Linked DNA regions of Oryctolagus cuniculus: region 2 is linked to region 1. A link is a contact called in public Micro-C data. All regions are on one chromosome and are shown on one strand. The core of a region is the stretch at or near the end of the contact, and the rest is flanking DNA. Distances in the headings are between cores, read along the strand shown. Region 1 holds the start of RNASE4 (ribonuclease A family member 4). Region 2 holds the start of PARP2 (poly(ADP-ribose) polymerase 2).

Region 1 (4,549 bases), core at 1,353-3,852:
AGAATGGTTCCCTACACGAGGCCCTATAGCTCAGGGGTTAGAGCACTGGTCTTGTAAACCAGGGGTCGCGAGTTCAAATCTCGCTGGGGCCTATCGACCTCCGGAGTTATTTTAGAAAATTTCCACTTCTCGACACCCTTAATTAAACTCCTGAAAGAGACAAATCAGAGCTTCTCGCTGCCCTCTAGTCCTTGCGAAAAAACGACTGGTGGGCAGAAACCTGCTTCTTTTTAGGTTCCGGGGCGAGTGCGCAAGCGCCGCCCTGCCCCCTGGAACGTGGCGGAGTCCATTACAGGCTGAGGGAAGCTGCTCCCTCGCCGTGCGCGCCCGAGGCCGCAGCCCGATGGCTGCCAGAACCGGTGCTCGGAACTAGTGGCGCCGGTGCGGGGGACGAGGGCGGCCAGAGGCAGGGACGCGACCGAACCCTCGAGCGCCGGTTCTGGGAACGACTCCTCGAAGGGGAAGAGCCGGTGACGGCCCTGGGGTCAGGCGTCCCGGAGGCGTGCGCCATCCTGCAAGATTTCCTTCTTCCGTGTCTCAGCGGAGAAAGCGTGGGGGCCCGCACTTGGGGGGCGAGGCTTGTGTCACTAAATTTGATACTGACTCGAAGAAGCTGCGGCCTCCTCCGTGAATAACCTAACACTGTTTTCCCCCCAATGTGACTGCTCACAGAAACGCTGAGTTTACCGCACGGGCAGCGTCTTCCACGTCCTCTCCGCCGCCCCAGTCTGAGGAGGCCTCGGGGAACGAGGGGCGCAGGGGGCCGAGGCCCGCGCGCCGTGAGGCAGCCGCGCGCCCCGGGCGAGGAAGCGAGAGGAGCGCGCGGCCGCAGCCGAGCCCGCCGCGCCCCCGGGGCGGTCACGCGGACGGAACGGTGCAGCCCAGCGCCCCGCAGGGCCGACAGCCCCAGGAGGGCCTGAGGATGTGCCGCAAGCACCGGCCACAGGGCTGCCTGTGTGGGGCCCACGCGCTGGTTCAGCCAGGAAGCGCCGCAGGGAGGCAGCCGCGGACACGGGGCTCACAGCGCGGGCCGCCGTGCAGAAACGGGGATCCTGGCGTGCGCGTCCGATGAGCGATATCCTGAATAGGGGCTTCCGGAAACGGGCCTCGTGCGCTCCCTTCGATAGCTCAGCTGGTAGAGCGGAGGACTGTAGCGCTTCCCTGTGGAGTCATCCTTAGGTCGCTGGTTCGATTCCGGCTCGAAGGAAGAGCTGCTGTTTTGGGGTTCGCAGCTTTCAACAGTTCCGCTCTGTGCTCCCGCGACGGTTCTCTGCTCTGATTCCGATCTGAAATCACTCACCCGGCCTTGGATGAATATTGCATACAGCTCGGAGTACCTCAGTTTCGTGTCCACCCCTGGGGAGAGTGTGCAGTGGGTTCTTCTGGCCATTTCGAGAGGTTCTGAGCTTCTTTACGGAACCCGTGGTTTTCTTTTTGGCTTCTAGTTGATCCAAGGCTGCTGCCTCAAGCTTAAAAGTCAGAGAGCAAAGTCTCTCAATTGGAACTGAACCGTGAGTGGGTGCGGCCTGTGGCCTGCGGGACCCTGATGTGCAGAACACCCCCATCCCCCACCCCGTGTCCCTCGGCCCCAGTGACTGCCCGGCCCTGCACGCGCACACACATCCATCCAGGAAGCGGCGCTTTTAGCTTTTGTAGGCAACTATACATAGAGAGTGAGATTTGACGCGAATTGGGATGAAACTGCGAGAGCCTGGGTTCTGGAGGGAAGAAACAATTTGATGCAACGATGCGGAGAGAAAAACGGAATCCTGTTCCGGGCACCTGCGAGGGGCCCACAGTATCCGAACAGGCCCCAACCTGCTCACCTCCAACCTGTTTGCGCACCCCGAGCGGGCTCCGGCTCCCGGCAGCCTCGCCCGTCGTAGTAGGCGGGCACGGACACGTCCCGCGCGTCCCTCCTGGGGTCGGGACCCCACGGCCGTTCCACGGAGCTCCACACGTGTCTCCACGCGCCCCAGCGGGGTCCGCGGAGCTCAGCCGCGGCCTGAGAGCGGAGAGGCTGCCCCGCCTCAGCGCACCCTGCCTCTGGAGGGGTCTGGCGCGAGGGGGGAGAAGAAGCCAGGGCACTCGGTAAAACGGCAAGAATGGAAAAGGAAAAGTTACCGCTGGAGTAGCCTGGCGGCCAATAACTGTGCCGAAAAGCGCAATTCAGTCGAGAAAAAGCGCGTGTTTTTCGCCGTGGCTCGTTGGTCTAGGGGTATGATTCTCGCTTTGGGTGCGAGAGGTCCCGGGTTCAAATCCCGGACGAGCCCTTCAGGCATTCTTTTAACTTTAAAAAATTTTTCCCTCTCTTTGGCCATTGCTTGGAAAAAGTTAAGTTCGCTACAGTTCTCATGTTCCGATTGTCCCGCAGAAAGTAGCATTGACCAGCGCTGGGACGGAACCGGCTGGGTTTCGGGCGCCGCCCGCCAGCGCTAAGGGAAACAGGGACCACTTCCAGCCCCTGTATCCCCCGGTGGCTGGGTCAGGAGCGCGCAGCCCCGGGCTCGTCCCAGGCCTGGGCGGGGATCCGCCCGCTGCTGTGGGGCGGGGGCTCGCGACGCGGATCCAGGCGGGAGGGGCCTCCAGAGGAAAGCTGGGCGCGGTCCCGAAGACCGAGGCTCGCCCGCGCATCCTCCGCCCTCCCCGAACCCCACCCGGGTCGGTGTCCGCGAGCGCCCCGACGCCACGCACACACACAGCAGGACTGCGGCGCCCCATCGTCGTGCAAGGGAGCAAGCAGAGGTGAGAAACACACTTTCCTTTGCCCTGTCCGGCGCGCTTCTGCCGCCCTGTCCCGAGGCCTGGGTTCCCGCTGCTGCTGCTCCTTCGTGGTGGCCTGGCCGGGGGCGCCGGGGGAGCCCCTTCCTCGCACGAGGGGCGGTGTGTGGCCCTAGGGGAGCGGCTGAGGGGCCGGTGTGGAGGAGCCCACGGACGGGGAGGGAGGAAAAGTTGCGTCCTTGCTCGCGTTCGCGATTCTGCGTTCCCGCCTCGTTGTTCCGGTTGTGCAGCCAGGCGGAGATGCCGGTGTGGATACCCAGAGGGAGCCCACGGAATTGGCCAACCCAAGGGTGGCCTGCACTTGCTCAAAACTAAGGAAACCTTCGGTACCAGGTCGATCGCCAGAATTGTGAAGCAGGGCTTTTGTCCAGGTTTTTGTTTTTGTAGTTGGCAAGCGTCGCTGACATCTGGGAACTGGTGTTTTCGTTTTCTCGTGGTTCCCCGCCCTTAACCCATCCTCTCAGCCAGTGTTGCGAAATTCCTGGAGACACTGGCCAACTTTCTCCTCTCCGAGCCTAATTGGAATCCCCTGGTTATTTGCTCTGAAACGGAACATGAACCGCAACAGCGCTTGGATAAAACAAGGCATCTTTATTTAGGAGGGACTGTAAAACCAATGTCAGCACCATCCTGGGGGCTGGCGAGATCTCAGTGAGCCGTATCCCCCCTCCGTGACAGCACGAAACCTGTGGTCAAGCCATAGCAGTATTCACTAGCAACCCAAGCGAGCGGCCCACCTTATAGAAGCAGCCTCAGCTATTCAGATGAGAACTAGCGGGTAGGCAACCTCTGGTATCCAAAGACCACTTACCTGCTCAGCTGCTAACTCGTCAGTGCAGAAGTATAATTTGGTCACAGATACTTTAATTCAAGCAACTCTCTTAAGGATAGAAAGGGGAGCAACATATTTTTGGAACTTACGGAAATATTTAGTGTGGGTTTCCTTTCACCACTGACTTTCAGGGGCACCTGAAAAAAGTTTTGCTTTTCTAGAAATTACCAAAAAAAAAAAAAAGAATAAAAAGTTGTGTGGTGCATTGGAAACCTTATAGTCCCAGGAATGGGATGGTGTCAGAGATTTGTTATGTAACTCTTACATAAAAGAAGCTAAAAGCAAGTAGGCTTGCTGAATTGTCGTTGGAAGCATTTGCCAATGGGACTGAAGTTAACGTAGATGGACCAAAAAGTGGACCATTGCAGACCTTTGAAACTGTTCTTTAGGAGTTTTCACTTAATCTGTATTTCAGCAAATTGCAATCTCTGTAAACAGAATGCCTTAAAACACTTGGTAAGGGAATGTACACAAAACACAGAGTTTGTTGAAAGGTGAATGTTTAATTTTTGTCTTTGGAAATAGAGTTGTGTCAGGAGGACTCTGTTCACATTCTCACTCAGTCAATAGTGTCCTCACTTCCTGGAGGTGTGACCCTTCTTTTCATGGGAGCTTTTCCTCCTTTAACCATTACTTTTGTCACTGGATAAGTTTCATGCTTATAGACCTAAAAATATTCACATTATAAAGGACTTTAAAGGTGATCTGGTCCGTACCTTCCTTCATCAAATTTTATAATTAGTCCTCGGACAGAAATATTGCATGTATACTCTGTCTGAAGGGGGACTATATTTTCCCTAGACTCCTTGGAAGTAGAGTCCCCTGCCTTCTATGTCCATGTGCAGGAACACTCCTGGCTTGAGGGAGAGACATAGGAAAAAAATCTAGGAAAAGGGAAATGACTTTCAAGTTCAAGTTGTCAGAGCAGTTGAAAAA
Region 2 (4,572 bases), core at 1,792-4,291, 300 kb before region 1:
TGCAAAATACCTAGAGTCCTTTACAATGAGAATACATCAAAACCCAACTAAAATGGCACATGTTACCCATTTTCGAGAAAACATCAACATTGTAAACTACTTAAATATCTACCATTAGAGCTAAATAAATCCTAGCATGTACATACATTAAAGTACTATGGAATCATAAAAAAAGGATGTGTACTCTATTTACTCATAAGAAACTGCCAACTGGGAAAAGTCAGATACACGGCAGAGTATTATAGAAAGACAAGATTTGTTTACATCTGTATTACATACCTCTGAAGAATATACAAGAAATTTAACATTGTTATTAGGAAGAGGAATTAGGTAACTTGGGAACAAGGACAAGAGACTTTTCTCCATGTTTACATTTTGAGCCCCTTTAAATGTTGAACCATGTGTTATTACCTATTCAAAGTAAAATGTAAGCATAATGCTTGAGAGTTAAAAGCATTATGGGAGGCCTACAAATGCCTGCTACCACATTCAATTAACTGTTTTATTATGTCTTTTTTACACTTCCTACCAGTAAGGATAGCCATCACATACATTATATTTAAATGAACAAGAGAAAATAGGAATTTCAATGAAATTATACTCAAGGTCACTAGGCAAATCTTTTAAGAGAAAACAGGCATCCACAATATTTACTGTAAATAAACGTAATTCACTTTTAGAAGGTACCTAACATCCATTATACACTGGTTATATTTTATATTTTCCTTGATCTTCACAAGCTGAGTCTCAGAGAAGCTCACTGCCTCTCCCAAGGTCACCAGAGCAGTAAACTGTGGCGCTGGAATTTGAACAAAGTATGTCTTAAGCTTTTTAGGACACCCTCACCACAGTGACAGCATTAAAATTAGAAGTTCCTTTTAAGGCTCACTAAAATCTTGCGACTTCAGTCTTTGCTGCCTAGTCTCATCAAGAAAGCCAGAATGCTCTGTGCAAAATCAGGGCAAAGACGATGTCCACCGCAGTTTCCACAGATCCTGTAAGGATCTGGGCCCTTAAGACGTTTGAAGGTGAATGAAAATGTAGGGGGCTGAATTCAGTTTCCAAGGTCCACCCTCACCCAGGGAGATACAAATCAAAACAGCACTGGGCTAATAACAATTCTCTTTCCCACCAAACAAAACGAAGCCGATGCACTCTGTACCTAAAGCACAGTGACCAGGTCTCAGCGGAAAACCCACTCCTGCAGAGGCCCACGTGGAAACAAGCCAGGCTCAGCATTTCACTAACCTGCCCCCAACCTCCACACGGCCGATATAGCCTTGCTACTTACACACATTCCCACGCCGGTTTGCAATAAAGGCCTGAAACCTGGGGAGATGGTTCACATGGAAGAGAAACTCGGAACAACTAGAGAGCAGAATTAAGTGCACACTCACCAGCCCACCACAACGGAGGAAAGAAAGTAGAGAGACAGGAAGGGGCCCTTGAGAAGTGGCCTCAGACGCTGATTGGCTATTGAGTTGCAGGAGGCTTCCCTCCTCCTTTACCTTAAAAGGTGCTGAGATGACGCAGTGGCCTCCTTTACCCTCCTGTCTCCCTGAGGACCAATGATGCTTCCAGAACTGTTTTTAGATTGACCTTCAAAAACCAAGTTTCTTTCTGGGTTAATATACTTAGCACAAGCAAACACAGGCTAATATAAGCGACCTGTACAAGCTCTTGCTTAGATAGGCCTACTACATTCTATTCCAAAGAGTTTTAATCCCTTTATGACAACGCCCTATGTTTTGTAATCTGAACATGGTGAGTTATGTAAGATAACGGCTTCCATTATAAAGATTCTAGACCCATTCAAGTTAGAACTAGGCTTCAGAGCAATCTTCAGGCTAAGAGGCTCAGTGCATAAAAGATGGACAATTAACTGTTTAGCCTTTAAAGTAAAATTTAGCTGATTTTGAATCTGAGCCTTGTGATTTCCTGACAAACATCTGTTTCCTCAACTATAAAGAGGCATCGCCCTCCTATGATTGCTGTGAAGATTAAGTAAAATAATTTATAAAATGTGCCCAGTTTAATGCCTGCCACACAGTACTCAACATGTTACCTATTTTTATTGTCATTACATAATTTCAGATTTCACTCCCCAAGTAGACTATAAACTACTGAAGGGCAAAGTGTATCTTACACATCGCTGGATCCAAAACAGTGACCTTTAGTGATCAGGACATGATTAATGGAGCATTTTGACTCCTCACACCCCCTTTGGTTAAATTACATGAGGGAGCTTTACGAAGTTTATGGGCAAAGGGAATTTAAAGAGAATGTGAATTTTCCGTGAATTTTTGAAGCTTCCTCGTATGTTAGGATTGCTTTTTAAATCATAACTAGAGAACTCACTGGCACAATATTCATTATGATTTTTTAAAACATAAAACACAGAATGCATATACAAATACATATAAAGTACTCGAGGTATTTTTCTTCATATAGAAGGAAAATTTGTAGGAATTTACAGTTCTCACTTTTTAATAATATCTTCCAATCCACTTCACAGCCTACCTAGCCATTTTAACTGAAAACTACTTATTGAATTTAATTTAATCCATAATTTAATCCCAATTACAGAAAAGGGAAAAGCAGGGCGGGGGAGAGTAGTCTGAATTAGGTTATGAGGCCCCCACCAGCGGGGTACCTCACCTCAGCCATTGAACTCACTTCGCTGGCCGTGAGTCTGTTCCAAGCTCCGGCTAAGGAGGCATCCGCCGGGACCCGGGGCGGGCCCGCGGCATCTCCTGCCCAGTCTGCCCTCGCGCGGAGCCCCGTTCTCTGGGAACTCACCTCCCCGAGACTCAGGGAGAGCCCTGTTAGGGCCGCTACTGGCCCTAGTCTCAGACCTTCCCAAGGGACATGGGGTAGAGTGACGTGACGCACTCAGCTCGTGGCCCCACTGATGAGCTTCCTCCGCCCTATGGGGAGAGGTGGATCCGAACAGACTTTATAAAGCTCCGAAAACCCAAGGCATCTTTCCCTTACGGTAGCTTCCCACAAGACATAGCGACATGCAAATTTCTTGAAGTATGCTTCAGACGCGCTTCTCGCCACAGCGCAAGCGCGCTGTGTGCTGACGCGGGAACGGGCCAGGGCGCGGTTCCCGGGAGCGGGTTGATGACGTTAGATCTCCATGGCGGCGCGGCGGCGGCGGGCGGCTTCCAGCCGCGGCGCTCGAGGTTCGGAGAGCATGCTGGCGGGCGGGAAGTCCGAAGAGGAGCGTGCCCCCTGCTCTGGTCCCTCTCCCCTCGATCTGCACGTGTTCCTGGACTTCTAAGGCTTGATTTTTAGAGTTCAGAAAGGCTTGTGGACCTGTGACAACTGATGTAGTGGCAGCGCTATGAATGAATACCTAACAATCTAATTTTTAAAATCAGTTGTAGCATGCATCATTTGATTTTATGTTCCACTAAAGAAAGGATAAGCGCTTCCAATTAAATCCTGATTCACTATATATCATTCGTCATAAGACATATCCCGATTTCAGAGTCAAATGCAAGTCTTAGAACTGTTGAAATATAGTACTCTATTATGGAGTTTTTAAAAGTCTATTTATTTGAAAGGCAGAATGATGGAAGTAGAGACAGAGAGCTCTTCCATCCCCACCTCCCCAGATGCCTGCAGTAGCCCTGGCGGAAGCCAGGAGCCAGGGACTCCATCTGGTTTACCCAGTGAGAGACAGGATCCCAAGTACTTAGGCCGTGGGCTGCTGCCTCCCAGGCCTCAAAGCAGGCACTCGGCTATGGGATGGGTAGACCCCAAGCGGAGTTTAACTCACCTCTGTGTCAAGAGCTTAAATGCATAAGTCTACCCTGTTGTCATCTTATGGATTTTATGGTTGGGCTAATGGAGGTCAAAATAGATCACGTAACTTCTCTAAGGTTTCCAGCTAGAAGAAGCAGAACTGGGATCCTAGCTAGGCTGAGTGCCTAGAGCAGTCTGCTGTTGCCTCAGGTAGTTTGGGTAGGTATTTGTGGGTGCTGAGGCTGGAGCAAAGCGTGAGTAGACTGAGACTCATGCCTTAGGCTGTGGACTTACAGGTGCCTTGGGGCTTCCTTTTGTTAGGCTGAAATAGCAGTTTATGAAAGACTACTCAGCCTGTTATCAAGAGCTTTGCTGTAGCAGTTGTGTCTGTTTCTTACAAACTTTGTAAACTGACAAAGCCATCTTCAAATCATTTCTTTAAAAGTTTTTTTTTTTTTCACACAGGATCTTTATTTGTTCACTCTCGTTCTTAGCTTCTGTAGCAGTAAATGAAACCAAGAAAGTTAATAATGGCAATTCAGTCACCGAAGACTCTCCCCCTGCCAAGAAAACTCGAAGATGCCAGAAACTAGAGATGAAAAAGGAACCTTCGGCTGAAAAAAAGGCTGATAAGGAGGGGACAGAAGACAAGCAAGGTGGTAAGGCAGACAAGGGCTAGCTAGAATTTCTCTGGGGGAAGTGGGAGTGGTTGTGCGATAATTTGTTCTTTAACTATTATTTCTTCCTTTCTTGAGAGTATAATTAATTTCCCTAGCCTCAGCACATACTATAGCACTTTCCTTAGCTTAGTATAGAAAT

The links. Hi-C and Micro-C count contacts between places; a contact is called where the count stands out from the background.
Region 2: a contact with region 1 is called in a Micro-C map of ear pinna, with 8 times the contacts expected there. The contact joins the promoter of PARP2 here to the promoter of RNASE4 in region 1. A contact is called at or near these places in 5 of 6 Hi-C or Micro-C datasets (ear pinna, embryonic fibroblasts, psoas muscle and 2 more).

The regions. Positions count from the first base shown.
Region 1 is chr12:54,100,879-54,105,427 of mOryCun1.1, reverse strand. RNASE4 (ribonuclease A family member 4) reads left to right here and starts at 2,602. Exons shown (of 2, transcript XM_002718039.5): 1 at 2,602-2,745. It overlaps ANG (angiogenin), which reads left to right and starts at 2,613. Exons shown (of 2, transcript XM_008269305.4): 1 at 2,613-2,745. TRNAP-UGG (transfer RNA proline (anticodon UGG)) reads left to right here and starts at 2,202; the gene lies at 2,202-2,273. TRNAY-GUA (transfer RNA tyrosine (anticodon GUA)) reads left to right here and starts at 1,118; the gene lies at 1,118-1,207. It also overlaps TRNAT-UGU.
Region 2 is chr12:54,405,962-54,410,533 of mOryCun1.1, reverse strand. It overlaps PARP2 (poly(ADP-ribose) polymerase 2), which reads left to right and starts at 3,041. Exons shown (of 16, transcript XM_070053948.1): 1 at 3,041-3,188; 2 at 4,248-4,409. The coding sequence starts at 3,143. It overlaps CCNB1IP1 (cyclin B1 interacting protein 1), which reads right to left and starts at 1,701. Exons shown (of 7, transcript XM_070053956.1): 1 at 1,509-1,701.